Regions from separate parts of the Mus musculus genome. Here region 1 is linked to region 2. Evidence: chromatin contacts called from public HiCAR-type data. All regions are on one chromosome and are shown on one strand. Each heading gives the region's core, a stretch centred on a gene start, on an enhancer-like site or on the middle of the called end of the contact. The rest is flanking DNA. Distances are from core to core; before and after follow the strand shown.

Region 1 (5,534 bases), core at 2,606-5,105, 230 kb after region 2:
AATACCTTTGTGATAGATTCCATTATACGATAGGCCCAGTCTTGCATCTCCCTACTTTAGGTGAGAAAAGGGAGATTTTAATTCCTCGACTCATCTTACAGAGGATCTGGGTTTAGTTACTAGCAACTCACAACTGACTATAATTTCATGTCCAAGAAACCTGACAACTTCTTCTGAATCCCTGGACCCCTGCATTCATATGCACATACCATCCACCACTGCATTCATATGCACATACCATCCACCCCTGCATTCATATGCACATACCATCCACCACTGCATTCATATGCACATACCATCCACCCCTGCATTCATATGCACATACCATCCACTCCTGCATTCATATGCACATACCATCCACCACTGCATTCATATGCACATACCATCCACCACTGCATTCATATGCACATACCATCCACCACTGCATTCATATGCACGTACCATCCACCCCTGCATTCATATGCACATACCATCCACCACTGCATTCATATGCACATACCATCCACCACTGCATTCATATGCACATACCATCCACCACTGCATTCATATGCACGTACCATCCACCCCTGCATTCATATGCACATACCATCCACCACTGCATTCATATGCACGTACCATCCACCACTGCATTCATATGCACATACCATCCACCACTGCATTCATATGCACATACCATCCACCACTGCATTCATATGCACAGACCATCCACCACTGCATTCATATGCACATACCATCCACCACTGCATTCATATGCACATACCATCCACCACTGCATTCATATGCACATACCATCCACCAACACATAGTTGAACATGAAATAAATCTTTTAAAAAATGGAGAATAATGCAGATAAACCAAGGAGGAATAGGTTTTGATTAGTGTCCTCGGAGAAATAGTGCGGCAGGCACGGTGGATAGTGTGAACTGGTGCGGACACACTGTGTGCCTTCACCTTTTGTGTGAACTGGCGTGAACACACTGTGTGCCTGGGCAAGTACCTTCACCTTTTGAAAACCATTTCTTCATTTGTGAAAAAGAAGGATAAGAATCGTACCAGACCTGACTTTAGAATTCAGTAAGATGGTATAGACTACCTCAGCACATGTTTGGAATTTAATAAGAACTGGTTATTCAGCTTCTGTTTTTATTATAATTATCATTTCACTTTTTTTAAAAAAAATTCTTTCCTGCTTCAGAAGTCTTACCATTTTCCTAATGTCACTGAAACCTATGGCTAGAAAGGTCCAGTGATAAGTACATGTCTGGTACACTCTGCCAGGACGGGAGTGGTGAAGCTCAGTGAGAGAGCACCTCCCTTAGGACATGTTTCGGGCTTGGTCTCTAGCATTGTAAAAAAATCATGTATATTTTATAATAATTAATGGGGAAAAGTTCCAATTAACCCAACTACCAAACAAAAAAAGCAATACCCCAAATAAGACGTACAAGGAGAATGAGTCTATTATGAAAAACAATCACTGTACAAGAGGTGAAGAGACTGGATCTGACTAGTAACAGTACTGACCAAATCTGCTACACGACTCATCTTGGGACTGGTTGGAACAGGGTCGACAAGCATAATGGATTGCTCTGCAGTGCATATAAATTGGCATCACTGGGGCCAGAGTTTCTACTGCCTTTTATCTGCTTCTAAGAACAGATCCAGGATGTTAGAGAGAATTGCAGGAAAAGGGTCCTGTTCTTAATGCATTTATTTGGTTACAGAAACACCAGATCATTTAGTAACTGCTATGAAGTAAGCTCTGACAGATTTTGATTGGCAGAGACTGGCCGTGTGGGCCTAGTTCATGGGAAATGTTCTGGGCCCCAACCCTGTGGCTGCTCAGGGCACCACCTCCATTCCTAAGAAGTCAAAGCATTGGAAATGACTGACAACTGCCCCCAATCCTGAGCTACAAGGCCTACCAGGAGTGTAACTGAGAAAGCTGGGAAAGGCACACATGCCCTGGGGGATTTGTACAATCCAGGCCACCTCTTCTGTCCTAGTCTTCACTTAGGAAGTAACAAAAGTCATACTTCAAAATCTTTTCCGCTCCAATGCTCTGTGAGATCATATTTGCAAGATGCATTGAAAATCGGAGGCTGGTTTTGTTCCTTCCCCCTGACTTTGAAATAACCGGGACAGTGTCTGGCCTCGTGGGTGTCTGTGATTCCCTGAGCCCCAGCAGCCACCCACCACTCCCTCTCTTCCTAAGTAGACACAAGCTGTCTCTCTGGAGGGATAGCTTGGCTCTGGCCCAATGCCTTCCCTATTCCACAAAGTTTGGATTTACTTAGAATAATAAAGGGACTTTCATAAACGTCTGTAACTTTGCTCTTAGGATTTTTTTCATTTGCTATCTGGAGTGTAAACTTCTCATCTCTCCTTTCTGTGACTCAAGGGTCCTGGATCTAATTAATATGATAGCTATTGTCGCAGACTCTGAAATGGTTGCCACACTTAAAACTATGTCTCAAGGACTGGAGAGGTGGCCCCAGAGAGGCAGGAGCTCTTGCTAAAAACAAATATCAGGACCTAGTTCAAATCTCCAGCACCCATAAACAGTGCACCTGTAACCCCAGCACAGTGTGGGGACAGAACAGAAAAGTAACTGGGGCTATCTGGCCACTAGAGTAAGTCCAGGTCCAGTGGGAAGCCCTGTTTCAAGAGAATATGGTGAATAACAACAGAGCAGAATTTAGCATCCTTCTCTGTCCTCCACATACACAAACACCACATACACACAGACAGACACACACACATGTGCATACATACATACATACATATGCACACATATGTATACATACATACATACATACACACACATACACATGTACACATATGTATACATACATACACACATACATATGTACACACATGCATACATACACACACATATGTACACACATGCATACATACATACACACATACATATGTCACATATGCATACATACATACACACATATGTACACGCATGCATACATACATACATAATACATGAAAATAAAAATGAAAATGTCTCAGAATGCCTGTACTCATCGATAGAGAACAACCTAGACGGGTTCTTCTCCCTGTCTCTGCTCTTTCTTAGAAAACAGCTCTTGGGCCCATGTGTAGACTACATTCCCCCAGCTACCCTAGGAACTCTCACAATGAGAAATGTCATAGATGTAACCACATCATGTCCATTAGTGAGGTTTACAGCTTTCTTTTTAATTTTGCTTCCTAACTGTAGAAACTGAGAGGTCTCTCTCTAGTGCCCATGGATAATTCTAACTTTATCACATTAGCCAGGTCTCAGGGGGGTGGGAACGAATAAAGCAGAGGCCTGTTGACATGAAGTTTATCTCCTGCTAATAAAAACCACGTATCACTGTGGAGGTGTGGGGGCTGTGCTTTAACTCCCTCTGAATGACAACCAGAAGTCAGGAAGGGGCCAAGGCATTGGGGACTCTCCTGGGTGGGATTTGGTTTGAAACGTCATATCTTTTAGTGCTTGCCAATCAAAAACACTTCACATTGTCTACATTAGAGGAGTTCCTTTCTTGGTGCTTTCAGACATAGGGGAAGGGGTACAGTGGTCGATGGAGAAAGAGAGTGGGCCTCTTCCTACCTTTCTCCTCAGGAGACCGCAGCCACAGGAACACAGGTGTTCATTCTCCCATCTTTCTAATTTGGTGATGCAGATTGGGCATCCTTGGCCTATGACAGTGACCACCATCACACGTTCTCAGTCAGGGCTCCCAGGACTCTCTTCTGACCCTCTTGCTGCCTCCCTTCCTCCTCACCCTCTGCCCTCCTCTTACTGGAAGAGCCTCCGGCATGACTCAACCCTGAGCCCTGCCCAGCTACGTGGTGTAGACTGTCCGTCAGAACTGATTCCCAGTGGAGGGCTTCAGCCCTGGCTGCTGGCTAAGCTCAGACGTTCCTGCCGTCTGCCTTCCTGACTTCTCCATCTGCATGTCGAATAGGCATCTCAAATTTAATATGCCCACAGCAGAACTCCTGACTCTCCAGACTCATCTGTGATGACACCTTTTTCATCAGAGTCATTATTTACGCACTGGATGAGGTCACAGCACAGAGTCACCCCTGATTTCTCTCTTTCCTCACACAGTGTTGGCTGGCTTTCTTGTCCCTGCTCAGTCTGGCTCTGTCCTCACCTAGGTTTCCGACTACCCACCCAGTATTAATTAGCTTCCATTGCTTCTCTTCAGACCATTACAAAAACCTCTCAACAGCTCCCCCAAGCTTAAGCTTTTTCTCTGTGACACAATAGTTTGTGAGATTTCCTTAAAATAAAATCAGGAGGGTAGAGAGAGAAAGAGATGCTAGTAACTAAGAGCACATGCTGGTCTTCTGCAGGACCTGGGTTTGGTTCCCATCACCCATACAGCAGCTCACAACCATCTGTAACGACCTCTCAAAGATCCAATACCTCTGTCCTCTGTAACCACCTACATCCACCTTCCATGAACATACCTTCACAAAACACACGCAAACACACATACATACATACGCACACATCACACATGTGTGCACACACATACACACTCATATACAAGCACATAGCAAAACAAGCAAACAGAAAAACCACACACATGCTCACACCAGGCTTTCCTGCCCTGCTGCCTCAAATACCTTCGTGTGGACATCCGGCTTGGGTTTCTGTGAGTTCATAACAGGTACAATAGGGCAAAACCACCTTTACCAACTAAAGCCTTTTGTGAGGTGACTTGAAGTTAGCCAAGAACCGGAAGGTGTCAGGTGAGTGTAATGAAATGGGAGACCGAGACAGAAACAGAAGAATCTGGATTTTGCTGAGGTTTGCCAAGCCGAGAGCTATCGGGTAACACCACACGCCTCTGTTAATGTAACAGAAACTGGAGAATTCACATGTAACAGCCCGGAGTGAATTCAGGGGCCTTCTAGGCTCAAAGCTAACTGACCTGCAGCTCCTGTCACCCCAACGCAGCTGTGACTCAGGGACATTGTGCAGCTTGGGATAGGTGCCCACACGCTATTTACACAGTGGCAACTTGCATTTGAAAAGGGAGAGGCTCTGGTTTGCCTTTGGAAGTCAAACCCAAGGATACCCCTCCCCCACCAAATGGCAAGGGCGACTTGCAAGCAGTTAGTATTTATTTACGAGAGTACACAGATCTTTAACGTGCCCCTTAAACGCGGTCCTTAAGGATGACCCTCACCTCTTCGTTCTCCACAGCATGAGCCCTAGCCCTCTGTCAGCATGTTGCTCTGAGTAAAGGGATATTAATGTTTCAGCACCTGTCAGAGGTGAAAGGGGCTCAGTGGCCCCTGCTATAGATGTCACAAGTAACAAACAAAAAGAGTATAAGTGACTGATGCGTGTGATGACATGTACCAGTCATTCCAACACTTTGGAGGCTGAGGCAGGGGGATTTTGAATTGGAGGCCATTCTAAAGTCATAGCAAGATCATATCTCACAAGCAAATACATACATTTAAATAAAAGCAAGGAATGTGTCAGAGGTCTCTGCTCCTGTCTGAATGGG
Region 2 (5,989 bases), core at 2,359-4,858:
AATCTCCTTGTGAGGATTACATGCTGTAAGCATGAGAGTAAGTAAAGCGTGTGTGTGTGTGTGTGTGTGTGTGTGTGTGTGTGTGCACGCGCGCGCGTGTACGTGTGTGATTTTGCACACAGACAGTCCACACTTATTGTTACTCTCTCCTTACATGCTTGTGTTTAGGTATATTGGTTAGTCTTTCATTACTGTAATGAAATCACTGACTTCAGCTACTGAGGAAGATGAGGCTTATTTGACTCACAGTTTAGGAAGGTCAAAGGCACAGCACTAGTATCAGCCCGGTGTCATATCCTAGCAGCTAAGATTGGGAAGAGTGACACAGGAGCAAGCAAGCAATTACATCTAGAAGCAAGAACCGAGAAAGACCAAAGGCTGGGCTCTACAGTCCTCCCCAGGGCCAGGCTCTGGGACATAAAGGCCTTCTATAGCCCTACTGCATAGATGGAGGGTTTGGGCGTGTGATATATCAACTGAGGACATGACTGCCCCTAGGTATGGTTGAGAGGAAGGTTTTTCTTGTAGATATGAAGGAAACTAAAGCTAGAGACATCCAGAAGAGTGCAGAGCATGGAGAGAAAGCAGTAGATGTAACATGGTCAGTAGACTGGACCAGGTCACAAGAGGAGAGAGAGACAGGGAGAGAGAGAAAGGAAGACAGAGAGCATGTGTCCACAAATGGCAAGGCAATAAGGAAATCAGAAGTAGAGGGAAAGGAAGCCTATGAGTTGGAGATGTTTAGGGTGGAAGGAGGGATGAGAAGAGCTGGAAGGACCACAGGTACTGAGGCCAGCATGAGCTTGGTCTGCATATACATCACAGATAGCCATTAGTCTTTCTGACAGATAGGTTCCCTTGTTAGAGGGGAACAGCCTGAATTTGGGGGACTGGGCTTTCCTTTGGACTTGACAACTATGTCATGAATTTTCTACATCCTCCATTATGCTACCACAGGAACCAGGCCTCACTAGCAATCTGGCCAAAGTGCTGTACGCAAGCCTAGGGGCACACTCAGCAGCTCTTGTTTAGCCATGAGCAGAATAGTTAGTGGTGAGTATAACCTTTGCCTCTTCTGGATTTTGGGTTGTCTGGCTCCAGGCATACACCAAGTGGAAAATGACTTCCATGAAAGGACAATGTCCCCACAAGACAGGCACTTGTTTCAGATTTGAGGATCTGATACAGTCCTCTGTCTTCTTTCAGAATAATATGAACATTTGTTTTCCAATTTTCTTTTTAAAAAGTTATCCCACCAACCCACTGGATGCATGAAGGCTGACCATTTGAAGAGGTTTTTATTTTGTTTTGTGGCATCTCACACTGTAACCAGGACCACTCTCAGACTTGCTACATAGCTATGACGGGCCTTGAACTGCTTCCTGGTTGCCTGCATCTGTCTTTGCAAGTGCTGGGATTACAGGAGTGAGCCACCACACCTGACTTGTTTTCTAATTTGAGGAAGTTCTTTATAAACATTGTAAAATGAAGGCCTGGGAAGATAGGTGCACTTATGAAGTGCTTTGTGCACAGGCAAAAGAAGCTGAGTTCAACTCCCCAAACCCAATGTCCCAAAACCAGGCAAGGTGGGGTACAATGATCAATATGCTGGGGTGTCACAGACATGTGGTGTCTTGCTGGCCAGACAGCCTCGCCTAACTGGGCAGTTCTGAGCCAGTGAGAGACATTTGCTTAGCAATTAAGATGGATAGAATCTTAGGAATGGCATCTGAGATTGACATGTGTCTACATGCACACACACAGGCATCCCCTGACAAACCTACCCCAACTCGTATATACCCTTTGTCTTAGTTAAGCCCCTATCACTGTGACAAGTGTTCTATCACCATGACAACAAAGTATTGGGGAGAAAGGGATTTATTGCTGCTTACAGTTCCACAGCAGAGTTCCCCACTGAGGGAAGTCAGTGTAGGAATTCAACACAGGAGTCCAGAGGCAGGAGAAGATGGAAGGATGGAGGGATACTGCTTACTGGCTTGCTCTCATGGTTTTCTCAATTTGCTTTCTTATTGTACTCAGGACCACTAGCCTAGGGATGGCACCACTCACAGAGAATGAGACTCTTACATCAATTGCTAATCAAGCAAATACCCTCATAGGCCAATGTGGTATGGATTTATTCTCAACTGAGGCTCCCTCTTCCAAATGGCTCTAGCCTGTGTGACATTAATAACACACATGCCCCTGCACACACATATATGCACACACATGTGAACATACAGTGGACTAAAGATCTTGGCAATGGATAATGATAAGTAATGTGACTGGGTATATTACACGCAGAAGTACTTCAGTGAACAGGAGACTGACTCAAGAGGAATTTAGGGCAATTTCTGTCTTATCGTGAAACTCACTGAGGTTGCCCTGATCATTGCTGAAGTAGAATTGGTGGTGGTTTGCCCTTGTCTCAGAGAAGAATCTTGGGTTAGCTTGATTGAGTGAAGGCATGTCTGAGATAATTTTGGCCTTAACTTACTCAATATCCAATATGAGAGGTGGGTTCCAATACCTAAGCCAAGTTGGACCATGGGGTGAATGTTAATAATTCTGTCAGATTTCTTGCTTTCAGCAGTACTCTAGGCTGAGAATGGTGAGTAGAAAGAGAATCTCATGACACCAGTACCCTAGTAAAAGAGAAGAGCCTGTGCTCAGTGGATAATTAAAAATGTAGAGTAGAAGAACAGACAAAGGCCCACATCAGAAACTTAAGAGTTTAAGACAGGTTTGGTCTGTGATTGTGAAACTCTGAGACAGTAGGTATTTTATATCTCCCATGTATAACTAGATGCTTGGTAATGTAATGCTTTCTAATTTGACATTTTCTGACTAAAGAATCAGAAAGGGTGAATGTAGGGATGTGTGGATGTTGATAGAAATTGCCAGGAGGCTTTGTTGGGTCTGATAAATTCATCATGATTCCCAATGTAGCTTGGTATGCTTTCTGAACATACCAAGAGATGGATGGCAGAATCAGGGCCTTGCTTTCTGGACTGCAGTGTGTTTGTGACATGGACAGGTAGCACTTTGGAAATGTAACCAAACAATATGAACTATGTCAAGGTGGATTTAATTTCACAGAATAATAAGGCAAAAGAGACTTATTGCCAGTATCATACTATTCCAAATATAGGCATGCAGGAAAAGGCTGTCTCAAAAGGGGTCCTTGGGAGGATATGGAGTCCCATCAAACAAAACAGGGGCTGTAGTTTAACATGGATCTGGGCTTGGATCCCAGCTCTGCCAAACACTGACTATGCGATGATCATGGCCAATGACTTCACCTCCCTGAGCCCGACTGAAGTCACTAATAAAATATGGATGTGATCGCATTCTTGGAAGGGATATTGGGGGAATTAAATATTTGAACATAAATTAAACACCTAGGTGGTGCCTGAGATGTGGTGGGCCTCGGGAGTAGCAATTCCCATGGAATCCAGAAAGAACGGGGCAGGGGAGAGGCAACAGCTTGTAATGCCTTGCTGTGGGATGAGCTGGCCCTGCTGCCCTGGCCTTCACTCCTCCCTGAGGGATGCGATTCCTGCTGATGTAATGGGTTGGGCTAATGTCGTGCAGATCTGATGACAGGACACCCACACCCTATCACTCTGCCTGCCAAGAAAGAATGTAGCCACAGGAGTCTCCGCTGCACTGCCCACACCCCTCCACATTAACGCCCCCATGGAAATAGCCTTCCTTCTCGTCCTCTGGGAAAAATCAACACGAGTGCCTCGTGGCAGTCACGTTCTCAGTGAGGGAGTACAGCTACGGAGCTGGCAGTGGGCCTCTGTGCACCCCACCCCTCCCTCCTATTGTCCAGTTGACTAGCATTCCCATGTATCAGTCAGGACTCATGTGTGTGCTGACTGACTGGGGCCAAGGGGCCTTTTCCTATTGCGGGGACTCCCCTAATAAAGGAAGCTGCCATTGATCAGAGCCGTAGAATACTGAGCCCACCTTAAGTCTCAGGGGCCATGGGGGTAGTTTTAGGTTCTGTATCTTATCTTAAAGGATTATTTTAAATTCTCTTTCTACATTTTCCCTCGTGACCTTCTTTCTTTAGTTGAAGGCACTGATTCATACTTATGAGTGGACTGGATAACCGGATGCCACATGCTGCTGAGAATATGACCTGGCTGTGTGCTGGATGAAAGCAGTGAACAGGTTTGTGGTCCAGCCTGCCTAGTGAGCTCTAGACACTGAACACTTGCTTCAAACAGACTCTCCCTGGTAACCTTCTGTGCAGTCTCACGAGGTCTATGCCATCGCTCCCATTTCATAGATGTGGACAATGTGCCTGGGGTAGACTCATTAAGTGCGTCATTAAGACCCTGGAGTTAATGCCTTTTTTAAAGCTCCACTTTCTGTCACCGCTGTCTCATCATTCCGGAACTGTATATTTTATAAATGCATATACTTAAGTTTATGAGAACAAAGCAAAAGTTTACAGGAACACCAAAGGCATAGGTGAAGAAGGAGAGTGAATTGGCAAATATTTATCTTGAAATGTATATGTGTATGCCACATCTCATTTTATTACTTATATTATTCTAAATATCCTAAAAACTCGGTGAGATGCATGCTATGCTAAGATTTCCTCTAACTCACCAAGGAGGGATCTGACATACAAAGAGGTGAAGTGTGCATACATCGTATAACAAGGTGGTCCAGCATCTCTACTCTAGAGCTGTGTGGAGTTTTAATTCTAATGAGATCGGGCTGTGCCTTCTAAGGATTCCATGGGTTGTGGGGAGACCCGAGACCTATGGGAAGCCACAGGCACTCCTAAGTTATTTTTAGATAGAGCATCCACTATCAAGATAGTGATAACAAAGATTATTTCTAAGAAACATGAGAATGGATGGGCAATAAAGACAACTGGAGGGTTCAGGGAACAACAGCAGCAGAACCTTGGCCAGCAGGAGGGTGTCACACAGCCAGCTTTTAGCACTTTTAGAAGCATACTCTGGCCACTGTGGGGGTTTAGAGTGGAGGCAGAGTTGTAGGAAAGTGAGATTGAAGACCCCAGCCTTTGCTTTCTTCTCATAAACTTGATTGTATGCATTTATAAAATATCTATTTCCAGAATTTCTTATGTGCAAATGTCACATGGTTAGGATGGGACACCTGTAATGAAGGTTAGTTTGAGAGTGACAACTGAAGATGGATAGCAGTGACAGGAGGCATTAATGGACTTCTGGGCCAGAGTAGTTATACTGCCTGGCTCTTATATTCTCATATTAAAAACTAAAAATAATAAGTAATAATAGTAATGTAAGCAGTAATAAAAATAGTAAACTAGTAGGTCTCTGCTGAGATGTGAGAAAATCCAATTCATGTAGGAAGTGTTGCAAAAATGTTGGTTATCCCTAGCTTGAGTTGTTCAAGGAGTGATTACACATGAGTGCTAGTTATGAGCAGAGAGGGGCAGAGGAGAGAACTAAGCAGAAGTGGGATTGAGAGGGTCTTCAGACTAGGAATGGAGGAGAAAGAGGGATGTGAGGAGGAACCAAGTATCAGGAGAAAAGAAGAAAGGATGCGGAGACTGATGCAGGAAGGGGTACCACACGGAAGTAGACTCTGTAAGAGGCTTCTGCACAGCTCTAATCCTAGGAAAACATTTCCAAAGGCAAGAGAACAAGGCTTTGCCAGAGAAAGATGCACCTGTGCAATTGATAAATGTTTGCATTGCACCAGGTAAGTGGGTGGCCTGCTGATAAAGCAAGTCGTCTGCCCCAGCATTTTGAGGGTTATTTGTTTTTGTTCAATTATTGACATCAAATTTAAAACAGAAAGCAGATGAGAATTATTTTCCTTCATAAAAGTGTGTGGATAGTTATAACTTTCCATCAACTCCTCATGGCTGGTATCTAGAAACTTGGGTGTGTCTTTTGAATAATAGAATATGTTTATTTGATATGAATCAATGCCTGATATATGTGAGGCTATACCCAGAGGAGTTTTTTTTTTT

What was found. HiCAR-type assays count read pairs that join an accessible place to other places.
Region 1: a HiCAR-type map of fibro-adipogenic progenitors shows a contact between it and region 2, with 3 times the contacts expected there. The contact joins two enhancer-like sites. A contact is called at or near these places in 3 of 39 promoter capture datasets (cranial neural crest, macrophages and pre-B cells), 4 of 484 Hi-C or Micro-C datasets (the C2C12 cell line, adipose-derived mesenchymal stem cells, brown adipocytes and 1 more), 3 of 115 datasets of contacts at active chromatin or transcription factors (embryonic basal ganglia, fibro-adipogenic progenitors and neural progenitor cells) and 3 of 9 other capture datasets (adipose tissue, liver and macrophages).

What each region holds. Positions count from the first base shown.
Region 1 is chr6:53,558,941-53,564,474 of GRCm38.p6, forward strand. All of the region lies in intron 5 of Creb5 (cAMP responsive element binding protein 5), which reads left to right. Among named protein-coding and RNA genes, the nearest start is that of Gm33392, 31 kb to the right of the region's middle. Within about 2 kb of position 3,856, at least 27 of the 459 cell types and tissues checked have an H3K27ac peak or open chromatin away from gene starts, as enhancers often do. A contact at or near this core is called in the C2C12 cell line, adipose-derived mesenchymal stem cells, fibro-adipogenic progenitors and 1 more, where this site is marked.
Region 2 is chr6:53,333,918-53,339,906 of GRCm38.p6, forward strand. The region is part of intron 1 of Creb5 (cAMP responsive element binding protein 5); the gene reads left to right. Among named protein-coding and RNA genes, the nearest start is that of Creb5, 50 kb to the left of the region's middle. Within about 2 kb of position 3,609, at least 47 of the 459 cell types and tissues checked have an H3K27ac peak or open chromatin away from gene starts, as enhancers often do. A contact at or near this core is called in the C2C12 cell line, adipose-derived mesenchymal stem cells, fibro-adipogenic progenitors and 1 more, where this site is marked.